Linked DNA regions of Mus musculus: region 1 is linked to region 2. Evidence: chromatin contacts called from public promoter capture Hi-C data. All regions are on one chromosome and are shown on one strand. Each heading gives the region's core, a stretch centred on a gene start, on an enhancer-like site or on the middle of the called end of the contact. The rest is flanking DNA. Distances are from core to core; before and after follow the strand shown.

Region 1 (5,875 bases), core at 98-2,597, 210 kb after region 2:
AAAAAAAAAAAGATGATAGAAAAAGCAAGTGGTGGTTCTGCAAAGGGAGAAACTTTTCTAAACTGATTTTAACAGCAGGACATTTTTCATCCAGCCGTCCCACCATTAGTTGTCAGGAGCATGAAAACCTCTAACCTCCTAGATCAGCAAACCCAGGGCTGTAATTACATCACCTGCCACACACTGGCTGCCCACGCACTTCCTCCTTGGCAGGGTGTAGGGAATTGGAGAGGCTGCAGTCCGGGAGGGTCCGGGAAGCAAACAAAAGGCTGAGGTTCCATCTAAAACTGCCTGGGGCTGCTCAGCGGGAGGGTGTTGGCCCTCAAGGCCTGGCCTCTTCTTCCATGTCTGGGCGGCCTACTTCTACCTTTTAGGGGCCACTGTCACCATCTGGGAGCCCAGAAAAACATTTTCCTTTTTGCCTCTCTCTGTAGGATCCTGGCCTTCTTTAAGAGCGTTGGATGATAAATGAATCTGGAGGGCATCTTTTTGGGCATGAGTTCCCAGAAGCGTGAGGTTTCAGATGAAAGGAGATACTGAAGTATGGGGAGGAATCGTTTGTTTTGATTGAACTAAAATAATTACCCTGACTGACTTGGTGTCCTGGCCCTCATCTCTCCACAGAGGAAAAAAAAAAAAAAAGAACACTAAGGAAACTTCACCCGCACGGCAACAAAAACACACCGGAAAGCTATCGAGTTGGGAAACTTTTTTTAGAACAACTTCCCAAGTGCCTGTTTCGTACGCACGACGTTTTTGGCTTAAACGACTGGGACCAGGGAGGTCCCGATTCAGCTGAAAATAAAACGTACGAGATAAGGCATTGTTAGCAGAGAAATCTGTTTGCGCAGACATTAAGTTAGGTGCACGAGCCCTGAATCCCAGGTAATTGCTTTTTCCCAGTTGGAAGGCACTGGATGACTTTTTAATGCCTACCCCGCACCCGTTCTCCCAATCTCAACGATCAGCTTTTAGTGGTCAGAACAGCCTCCTGAAACTGCAACACAGACGAAGCTTCCCGGCCCAGCCCGGTTGCTTCAAGGGAACAGACAGCCTGGCACCATGCCCTGCCCAGGTGCGCTTGAAAGAGATAAGCTCTGCGCCTCCGGCGACGTTCGGCGGCCATTCTTCTCCGCCTCGTGCACCTGCTGAGCTTCAAGCAGCCAGCCCAGAATCCCGGTCACCTCCCGGCCACCCAGCCCCTCGGGTCAGCCGGACCGACCCCCTAGGCAGGCGCGGCGGGGTGCGCGGGCCCAGAGCAGGCAATCACATGGAGGCCCGGGCCCGCCCCATTGGCTGCGACCCGGCCAGTCGCGGCGCTCGCAGGCTGCGGTTGGTCCCAGAGCTGCGGCGCCTGCACGGGCCTGGAGTCCATGTTACGCTTTGTCTAATTCCCCTCGTTACAGAGTCATGTGCTGCTGCTCCCGTCGCCGCCGCTGCCGCCGCCCGGGGTGCCCCGGCTCCTCCGCCGCGCTTAGAGGTGGCAGCCGCGGGCGGGGCCGCGGACTCAGGGTCCAGGGCGCCGCGCGCCTCCGGGGCGCGTCCCGGTGCAGCCGCCGCCCGCCGCAGGTGATGCCGCCGCCTCCCGCCTCCGCCTAAGCTCCCGCACGCGCGGCCCGGGCTGCCCGCGAAGGTGGGTGCGCGTCGGTCCACCCTGGCCGGGAGGGCGCAGGTGGAGCGGCCCCGGGGCGCGCAGACGTCCGGCCTCTCGGCGCCGCGGGGGAGCACGGCTGCTCCCGGGGCTGCGATCGGGAACTCCGGAGGGCTTCGGGACCCTGGGGCGGGGAGTGCGACCAAGCCCCCCCACCCCGTGCTGGGACATTGTTTCGCTTTGGGCCCTGCGCGGGCCGGGTGCCGGCTGCCGCGCTCCCGCCTCGGCCTCCGTGCGCGCGAACGCAGGGGCGGAGATTGCCTATCGCGGTGGCTCCGAGTCCTCCAGGAGGTGGGTGTCTGGTGTCTGGCCTGGTTGGCCCGGAGCCGGCGAGAGGAGCCCTTGAACTTCTGCAGAAACGCTTCCCCATCCGCCTCCGTCCCGCTCCGGGTGGGCCACTCGGGGTGCTCGCGGGTTGGGGCGGGGAAGGGAGGGGAGCCCTGCGCCCCGCCCTCCGCGCCCGGGGGGAGGGCACTGGGGCCGCAGGTGCACCCTGCGCGCCGCGGGCCATCTCCGGGTTGGGTACCGGTATAATCCGCTTCTAGCTTGTTTGGAAGCGTGGGCTCTTGGGAACGGGACTTCTGCTTGATTCTGGTTTAGGGGCTTGAAAAAGAGGAGAACTGGGGTGCCTTCCCAGAGGACTGTCACCTCCAGTTACTGGAGGGTCGATGGGGGACACTCTGTCTCTGTCCCCCTTTATGTGGGGTATCCCTAACAGATAAGGAAATGAGATTTTTTTGTTGTTGTTCTTTGATTTTTTTTTTTAAGCCATCCGCAGTGAAGGAGAACTGCTTCGGGTCGAGGGGAGGAGAGGTAGGTCCCCTCTGGAGAGGGTTGGGGTATAAGGTCTCGCGGTTCCCATGCAGCTGGGGTGTGCGTGGCAGAGAGTGGGGAGGTAGGATTGCTGGAAAGAAAAAGCAGGGTAAAGAAATGGGAGCAGAAGGCGAAGAGATGAGACCAAGTATTGGGCGTCCTCGCCGAACCGGAGCCCTGACTTGAGACTTTGGGGGCTCCTGTTTGGTTTCTTTCCTCCCACAATTTCCTTCTCCGTGACTTTGAAAGTTTTCTTTTAGTTTTTATTTTGTATTGGTCAAGACAGCTGTGAAGACGTGAGTTTTTTTGTTTTTGTTATTTTTTTTTGAAAGAGATATAGACGTGAAGCACTGATATCCGGAAACTTTCCCTGGCCATTTAAATAATAAAATCCCACCCACACAGCGTTCACTGAGCACCTAATACACTCGCTCAGTGCTCGAGTGTGGAAAGAGTCCCGGCAGAGCGTGGAGTCTGGTCTCAGTAAGGGTAAGGGCTGTTTACTTAATAAACAACCGAGGAAAATATGATTCAGGCCCCCCTCCCCAAAGTTTCCAGGGCCTGGTAGAGGGTGAGGGTCATGAAGACCTGGGGTTGGGGGGGAATCACTACTCTGTGAGGTCTTCAGATACCATCTGTTTTTTCCAGCTCGAGAACACAGCATATATATTATCAGCAAGGTCAGGGTCAGAGCTGTCCTGACACCAACTGAAGTTAAAAGCCAATGTCTGGACATGAAAAAGAATTGAAGATTAAAATGAGGTCGAGAACCTGAGAGTGTTGACTGCCACTAATTTAGGGAGCCCTCCGGAAATACACGCGGAAGTAATCCACAGTGCTGGATGGGATTCCACAGCGGTGGAGAGTTCCCGCTCTGTCCACAGGAACATACTATCTTAGATTCCTCTAGTTTTTATTGAAGGTGTATAAACTTTGTTGATTGAAACCTTATAGATTAAGAGGTCAGAGTTGTGAGCTGTCCTCAGGTGACCTGGCGTTCCCTCCCCCACTTCCCACTGGGGGAGGGTGGAGTGTGTCTGATGCAACCAAGTATTGAGCCATGGCCACAGCCTTCTTTGCCTAAGCGTTGAAAACTCTTAGTCAACCTGTGGCCTTTCCCCCCTACCCCCACCCCAGTTAAGTTTTATATTTTATGGAGATTTTGGAACTTTAAAAAAAAAATTTTAAAACTTTTTCTTTATTTAATTTTAGAATTAATTTTTAAAATTAATTAATTAATTAAACTAATTTTAGGATTAAAATGTTTGGCTTGTCCAAATAGTTAAATTGTTTTGTGAGCACTCTTGTTTTAGAAATTGGACTTTCCTGATATTTGTGGGCAAGTTGTACATAAATTGGCTCAGACCATAAGGAGGTTAAAGTTTGGACAGATCTTTGTGTGTATGATCGTGTATGTTCTTTTGTTTTTGACATGGGGGAAGGTCTCACACTGTAGCCCAGGATGGCCCAGAGCTCTAGGCTGTCCTCTCTATACCTCCCCTTGTGCTGGGATTGCAGACATGACCCACCTTACACAGCCACATATCTTGTTAAAGTGGACATTGGAAGGGATTTCTCTTACCGCTGGAGGTGGTGCGTCTGACCTGAGATAAACCAGATAGTAGTGGCAGTGAGCAGGGTCCAAGTAGATACTATGTGATCTTAAGGGGGCAGGGATCTCTGTACCACAAGGGCAGATAAACAGTAGTTCAGGAGTCCAATAGCGCAGGGTGAAAATGTGTGTCGGGGCAGAGGTCGGGATCTGAGAAGACTTTTGACAGTAGTTAGGGGTGGAGTTGCCTCAAAGGAGGGAGGGAGTCAAGGGACACACACACTTTAGTGGAGGCTTTAAGGAGTCAATAGGTTTGCCTTACTGGAAATAGGTTAGAAAATACTAACCTATTAACTAGTTAGAGGAAAGGTTAACTACGAAGAGTCACTAGTGTGGTTAATTGTTTGCCTTAACCCAAGGTTCTCCAATGGACCATTCTGCCTCAGCTGGCAGTTGGCAATATGTGGAGAATGTGTGCTTATCATAGCCTGGGGGCAGGTGCCACTGGCTTCTGGTGGTTAGAAATGCCATTTTAACAGCCTTCGGGGCCCTGGAGATCGAGCAGCGTGGAAGAGTATGTAATCCCTGGAACCCACACACACAGTGGAATTTGAGACTGACTCTTGTTTCATAAATATCCTTCCCCCTAAGTAACTAATGTAAAACAGGAGACAGGCCTTCAACACATAGGACAGTGCTCCTAGCCCAAGGAATGAACTTGTCTACAGTGTCAGGAGTGCCAAACCCGGGGCTTGGGGAAAGTTAGTGGGTTAAGCTCTTGCAACACAGGCACGAGGAAGCAAGTTCAGATCTCTAGCACCTTGGGAAAAGCTGGGTGTGGCACGCGTTTATAGCCCCAGAGTTGGGGAAAGGGAGACAGGAGGATTCCCGGACTCACAGGCCAGCCAAGCTGAGATGGTGAGTTCGCGTCCTACAAGAGACCCTAATCTCAAAGTGGAGAGGGGTAGAGTACGTGGCTTCTATACACATTCCTGTGGGCACACGCACGTGCACGCACAAGTCGTGCCAATGCTGACATTGATTCCTGTTAGCAGTGAGCAGGAGTGTTGGGTGGCCTTCTCAGAAGTGAAATCACATCTCTGAGTACAGGGCAGTGGTTCGAGACTCGTGAAGAATAACAACAAGAAGGCTGGAAGTCTGTTTAGGAGAGCATGTCTGCTTAGGCTTGAAATGACAAGGGTCTGGACAAATCCTGATCAGGAGACAGATCGTTTTGAGAGCAAGTAATTAATAAGCTTGTGGGCGGGGTAACGCTTAGGTAAGGGGAGCGAATGTCACCCGACTGCTGTTTTCGAGAGCCATTAGTCTGACTTCTTTGGCAAATTCTTACACTTGATAAGTAGCTAGTTTAAATATCCCAAGGAACGGGGAGCTCCCATCTGAGGAGGACCGCCGTCTTTGGACCGTTCGGTTATTCTTGGATCTAAACATGGCTCCCTCCCATGGTTTCATAGGAGTTCCTGGAGTTGTTCCAGTTCATAGAATGAGGTCTCCTTCCCCCTGATTAACTTTCACAATGTAGTCTCCAGTTCTAGTCAGTCTTTCAGGGGATGCTAATCCTTCACATCTTGTCAGCCCAGCTCCCGAAGAGCCCTGAATTCAGTGTGGTGATCGGGATAGGCGAGGCCAGCCAGGAACAGTCAGAGAGCTTGCTGGGGAGACCTACTACATACACATAAACGGCTTAAACTCCCAACTGCCTTTCTGAAAAGCGACACCCTGCAGACTGGGGTTATAGGTAATCAGAGCTACAGGGCTTCTGGATTCGTATGCACGGAACAGCATTTTCTTTTCTTCTTGGGAAGTTTGAGTTGTTAAACTTTCTGTTACCTCATCAA
Region 2 (6,580 bases), core at 2,762-5,261:
GTCTAGAGAAGAGAATTTCATGGAGGAAACCTGAGTAAAGTTAGTTACAAAGAATATACTGAAGGCCCTAAGCTGCCTAACACACTATGGATAGACTAAAAGAGACATCTTAGCAAAGCTTGCCTTTGTTAGAATGTCCAAGTTCTCAGGGACCTAGGCATAACTGGCTCTCACTGGGGCCTCATGGACAGGCCCTGGCTTAGCCAGGCTTTTCTGATTTTTACTGTTTTAATAATGTGAGCTGATGGCTGACGTTTTCCAGTAAAATCATCACGTGGACCAATTTCAAAGTTGACTGGAATTGTCTGAAGTTTTGAACATAAATGTGAGTGAGGTTTCAATACTATCAATCGTGCTTCATATGAACTAAAAAAAATCCCACTCTAACCAGTTCAGACTGTCTAAGCCTCCCCCTGATGAAGGAGAAATTTCCTGTGCCTTTGTTTTCCAGTATATGCATCATTGGCTAACTGGTCTACCTCCTCAAAGCAGTTCCCTAGATGGATCAATCATGAGGTGTGAGCCACTTTCAACACACAAGGCTGTTGTTACTGGTGGAAACCATATTGCTCTTGATACAACAGTCTTATAGTGTCTCTTGTATTTAACACTGATGCATCAATGTTGAGGTAGCTTTTCAATCTAACACAAAGACAATGGACAACACATTTCCCACCTGACAGAGATCTGTGTTAGCACTGGCTTTACTAACCTAAGTGTTGATCGCCACCTTACTGAAGAAAGTAGTCTTACAAATTATCATGAGATTAAAGTCTCATGGTAAAAATATTCTTTCCAAAAACCAAATGTAGAGGCTCAAAAACAAAACTTTGGCCTATACTAAAATAATATGGGCTAATTTGCATACACACATACAAGTACAGAGAAAGATGTATAGCTTCAGTTTTGCAAATTTCAGTTTTCAATGTTTTTCTGAAAATTGCAGGAGGTTATAGGTTAGTCTGAGGATAGCAACTTTTTTAATTCATTATTTTTAATCACGAAGTATTCAGTTTCTATAAAATCAACTTTAGTTTAAGAAGATACCATGTGTTCCCACAAGGGCAGAGTTTTCCCCTCATCTACATCAGGGTGGATTTCTGCAGCATAATTATACTGAAATTTTATTTTAACCTTCTGTGTGTTAGCATATTTCTGTTAATAATAAACAGGTTGAATCAGGGTACGTGAAATTGTTGGGTTCTCAGTGATAATGGCAAGCTCTAATTTGTGTGCTGCAGTGTGCTAAAGTGGTTTATGCACATGACATTATTCTTTGATGATGAAATGGTTCTGCTCGTGTTTCATAATTCTGATACCATGTTTAATTAAAACAGCACATGATATTGATGGGTTCATGAAAATGGCCAACACTTACTCTGTGGAGTTGTCACTGTTTCCTTACATTTTTCAGGAAATCCTTCCATCTCTGCAGTCACGTGGCACTGGTCCATCCGCACACTGTTTTGTCCTCACCCACCTCACTGAATCTGATGGACACTGTACAGTCGCAGTCTCTTTGTGCAGAATTGGCAGCGATGCCTGTGCTTGATCATCCCTGTTTATAAGAATCCAGCTTCTGGTCTCTGTTCTCATTAACCGCATATTGCATTATAGAATGAAAAATAAGAGAGACTAATTAGAGAGAGGAAGGAAGACTTATTTTGCATCCTGAATGAAAAAATATATATATATATATTTAGACAGTGTAAACAAACAACTGCTGCAGAGTGTCCTGTGTGTAATAGTGTCTGGTGTGTACCTGTGTGCTGTGCTAAATCAGGGGACCCTTTCTGTCTCTTGTCCATGGTGTCTATATCCAGTGACAAGTGTCTGCTATGTACCTTTTGCAATGGACTTCATAAACTGCATTCTCTAAACCTTTTTTTTAAACAATTTCATGAACAATTTCATAAACACTGAAGTATTAACAGATTATATGAGTCAGAGTATTGAGCTGAGATAGCTTCTAATTGAACTTAATTTTATATTTAAGTTTTGAATTTATCACAAAATACACCATAGCTGAGAAAAAAACAATTATGAATGCCTTCTGCATGTTCGTTATTTCTAACAGACATGGTGCAATTTTTTAAATACAGAAAGGTGTAGGGTTAGAATGGATGTGTCTGCACTCATCTCTGTTGTCTGTCTGTCTTTATATTCACACTGTACAGTAAGACTTAAAGTTCTAAGTTTCATGCTAAGTAAAAGGATGACCCGATCTTGGGCGGAGATACTTAGTTTTGTTAGCTCCCAGTGGAGGCCGGCATTTGCCCTTTTACCTTTTACCATATACTTGGAAATGTGTATCTGGAATTAACTACTAGAAAATGTATGATTATGTTCCATGTTTTTGGCCCCTGGATTCAAATCCCTACATTTGGTAGATTTGGGTAAATTTTGCTGTTTTTAAAGCATCTTTTATGTAAAAAGATTACATTTTTATAATAAATGGCAAATAAGATGAATCACTAGAATCTGATTGGCCTTGTTTTTGCCTTGTTCTTTCTGCTCAGCTTCCAACACCAACTGCCATCTCTCGATTCTCACACAGCTGTACTGTCATTTAATAACATGGTGTATTCTCATGCCTGCACATAACTCTGAATCGCTCGCTGGGTTTTGTGAATATGCAGCCATGCCACAGAGCAGTGTGTCCTGGACTGAGAGTGGCCTGCATTGGCATATGCAAGGGTTTGGTGAAGGAGAATTCTGTGCCAAATCTCTGATGGCTATTCAATCCATACTGCCCCCACATTTCCTCCGAGAGTCTCAGGTTTAGATGCTCAAAAGCCAGCTCTGCCCACCCCCCCCTTCTTGGCACCTGTCCATGTGCTGTTAATAGCAGCGCCTGAGCAGTGTACCAGGTAAATGAGATCCAAGGAACTCCAAAGCAGACACCTCTCAACAGGCTTATCGATGGGAGAGAAAACAGAATTACCATGCAAAATGCACATGTGATAATTTGATGTTTGGAACTTCCTAATCAGGTAAAGCACTCGCCATGAACACATGAGGACCCAAGCGTGGGTTCCCAAACATCCATATGAAGTTGGACGTGTTGATCCGCATCTGTAATCCCATGTTCCTACAGCTAGATGAAAGGTGGAGGCAGGAGAATGCCCAGAAGCTCAAGGGCCACCAACACCAGAGGTCCTCTACCCTTCACACACAAGCTGTTGTGTGAGCGCCTTCAGTCACACACGTGAACACAAAAACACAAGCACAACCCTTTGCTCACTCTGTTACACAAGAGCATCCACACATACCAGAGCCCCAGTGGGCACCGGGGCTCACTCTGTGGGAATGAATCTTGGGAATCTTGAAACAGAGTACAAAGGAAACTGGTCTGGATTGTAGACTGCCTCTGGCCTGTAGGCTCCTCTAGGTCTGTAGGAATGGAAAACAGTTTAGAACAGCAGTCACAGTTGCCACAGGCTTCCCCAGCCTTCTGGGAAGTGCGTAGGTGAATCAAGGCCAGCAGCCCACGAAAGCCTGCAGCAGCCCACGAAAGCCTGCAGCGGCCCACGAAAGCCTACAGCGGCCCACGAAAGCCTGCAGCAGCCCACGAAAGCCTGCAGCGGCCCACGAAAGCCTGTAGTTCCTGGGCTTTCTTCAGGGCAGGGTTTGCCTTTTTGGTCTAACCTCACCTCACGAATGTGGTGAGGGGCTTGATGGAGGAAGGGAGGCAGTGTGGGCTGCTCTGGGGCTGCAGCACTTGTTCAGTTTTTGCTTTCTTCCCTCGAATCTGTTCCCACTTGGTGGCCCCTAGTCCCTGGTCCTCCCAAGTAGCCGCAAGCCAAAAAAGGATCAGAAGAATAGCCATTTTCAGTGTGAACTATTTAAGAATTTAGTCCCCCTCGACCCTGTGCTGTCTCCTCAACCCTTGCCTAACAAGCTTTTCTGTCTTCTGACACACAACCCTGCACTGTGCCGAGACTCTCAGTTAATGCTTCAGTCATGCAGCCTTGTGGCGGTGCCCATCAGAGGGGTCCACACACACCATTTCATTTTTTACTCTCTACCTCCCTCTGCTGCTGAGATGAGAGCATGTTGGAAGCTCTCTGCATAGTCAGTGTAGCTCCAGGTTCTTCACTGGGGGGGAACATGTTATTCATATTACCTGACCTAACAGAGAAAACAGACTCCCCACTTCCCTTGAACCCCAAATCTCCCAGGCCTCCCCACTCCCTCACTACACTTTACTGACAAACTTCTCGCCAGCACTCCATTGCCCCACATTCTAAACCCTCCTGGTAATTTCTCGTCCGGAAGTTGTCAGTTAAAGGGGCATCTGTGAGCACAGGGGAAATGTTTCCCTATGATTTGACAATATGTACAATTCTCTCAGCCAAGCTTCTCACCCCCGGAATAAGGGCCCCAACACCACACATGTAAAATAGCCTACAAGGTTATAAAACAGCCTGAACCAAAGAAAGACTGCTTTGGGAGTCCACTCTCTTGTGCCTGGTGTGGACCTTAAACCAATTTAGTTTCCCTTGCCCTGGCCTCAGACTCAATCACTCCATCTCATGTGAGATGCATAAAGAATGTGCCACACGGTGCTTCCTGGCACTGGGACAAGACTAGGTGTGAGCCCCCGGTCGTGAAGAATTGGATGCCCAGTTAAAAGAAGAGGAAAAGAGACATGGTTTGAATAGCCAGCATAGATTTGGTAAAGAGGTGGGGAAACTGGTTTACTCCGAATAAAATTCACAGGCTTTGATGTCCACTGCCCTCTCAAATATGATTCTGCAGTAGGAACCAAGAAGCCAGTGGGGATTTGGAGGTCTAGGGGGAAAGAAATCTCCCAGCTGAGCTTTGTGTCCTCCACTCCCAACTGTTGAGACAACCTCTTGCCCGTGGGGACACCTCTCCTCCAAGCACTTCACCTTCTTGTCCCAGCCACCTCCCTTCCCAGATCCCATTCCTTCCAATAACATCTCTCTTCCCCTGGACACCCACCACTGATCAGCCTCACCCAGCCCGTGTTCCAAGCTTACATATCTTGACCCATGCCTGAATCCCATCTACAAGAACATTAAGTAGACACTGGTCCAAAGAGGACACATTGCTTTATCTTAGCAAGATTAATATTTTCACCAGCCTCTCTTCCTGGAAGGTAGTTTCCTGCCACACTTTAAAATCTGAAAGAATAGAGTTTACTCAGTATTTGGAATGGGATCCGAGCCAATTTCCTTTTTTTTTAATCTGTTAACCTACAGAACTGCAGTTGAAAGCTGGAGTTAACTGGCCCCATATCCCCAATTATTCTAATGACATTCAGCCCTTTTGCAGATTAGCAACCCTAGGCAACTGTCCAAAAGTGCTAACGTCTAGTTCGGCTTGGCCTGGCACACGGTGCCTCGTTCTTGGCCACAAAGGCTTCCTTCTCAACAGGAGTTAGCAGGCCACTAATTAAAAGGCGATTTCGCTCTTGAAAAGCCTCGCAGGTGTTTAAGAGCAAAATAGAAAGGCTTCTCTCCCAGAGTTACTCAACTGCACCACCAGGGGGTATCAGATGCCACCTGTGTGAAAGGAGGTGTTTGTTTGCCCATCTTAGGTATGGCCATAGTGCATAGAGGCCTCAGAGCCTGTGAAAGCCAGAAGTTGCCAATCAAAGTAGTCTTTTCACAGTGGGCTGAGCCTTTTGTGGGCAGCTGCTCTGTGCAAGGGGAAAGCTCCATGTTTCTTCCAATTCTATACTCTAGTTTCTGTCTTCTGAGACGGTGAGTTACCCTTTAATCTAGCTCTGCAGATATAGAACTCGCCACCAAGAAAGCACCATAGAGAGATTCCCAAGAGAAGGTCAGAGGTTTGAGCGAGATCACAATCCTCCTGCCGATGGAAGAAGCAGTGTTGCACACACAGACACACAGACACACAGACACACGCACACGCTGAGTACAACTGACAAGCATGCACTTAGCCAAAGCCTTGTGTCTGGAAGAGCCCAGATCAGCAGCCACATTTCCTGCCTCACCAGGCCCAGCGTGTTCCCCAACAAGCTGCACCCCTTTCAGTTACAAACACACCTTCCTGTGCCTGGGGCATTGCTGACTTAGGACCTGTCCCCACTTCACTCATAAGCAACCCAGCTCTCAAAGGCATCTGCAGTGGCTACCATCACTGAGAATATCCAGGGCATCTCCCAGGAGCATCATGAACGCCGCTGATGCTTAAAGTGTAAGTAGGCAGGAATTCCATTTAACAGGTGAAAAATTCATCCCAGCAAAGTGAGTGCCATATTGGACTGTATGTTAGATTATACAGAAAGTCAATAGCACAGCTGGGTTTTAAGCTAGAGACCAAATTTTCCACCAAATCAATACCTTTTATATACTCTAACACTGCCAAGGTCACACCTCTAAGAAGTTTTGGGGGTTTGAGCACTGTAATGCCCTTTCTAATATGAAGGTTATACATGAATGTTCTGGAAAATACTTGGTATGCAAGTACATGCCAGTATACACACAAATTTTAAACACATTTTGGTATAAGTATGTCATCCAAATGACTGTTTTAAAACTGCATATGCTGAAGCATACATAGCTTTTATTTTGGAGGCTTAACCTAA

What was found. Promoter capture Hi-C pulls out the DNA fragments that hold promoters and counts their contacts.
Region 1: a promoter capture Hi-C map of pre-B cells shows a contact between it and region 2, with 7 times the contacts expected there. The contact joins the promoter of Lrrc8d here to the enhancer-like site in region 2. A contact is called at or near these places in 7 of 39 promoter capture datasets (the C10 cell line, the HPC-7 cell line, HPC-7-derived erythroid cells and 3 more), 2 of 15 datasets of contacts at CTCF or cohesin (CD8 T cells and pro-B cells), 12 of 484 Hi-C or Micro-C datasets (B cells, CD4 T cells, the G1E-ER4 cell line and 8 more), 22 of 115 datasets of contacts at active chromatin or transcription factors (the 230-238 cell line, CD8 T cells, DN3 thymocytes and 16 more) and 4 of 9 other capture datasets (adipose tissue, embryonic stem cells, liver and 1 more).

What each region holds. Positions count from the first base shown.
Region 1 is chr5:105,698,622-105,704,496 of GRCm38.p6, forward strand. It overlaps Lrrc8d (leucine rich repeat containing 8D), which reads left to right and starts at 1,348. Exons shown (of 3, transcript NM_001122768.1): 1 at 1,348-1,633. It overlaps Gm42166, which reads right to left. Exons shown (of 2, transcript XM_017321263.2): 2 at 1-2,242. The coding sequence ends at 1,267.
Region 2 is chr5:105,487,595-105,494,174 of GRCm38.p6, forward strand. Lrrc8b (leucine rich repeat containing 8 family, member B) reads left to right here. Exons shown (of 5, transcript NM_001033550.3): 5 at 1-2,485. Among named protein-coding and RNA genes, the nearest start is that of Gm42141, 4.5 kb to the right of the region's middle. Within about 2 kb of position 4,012, at least 8 of the 459 cell types and tissues checked have an H3K27ac peak or open chromatin away from gene starts, as enhancers often do.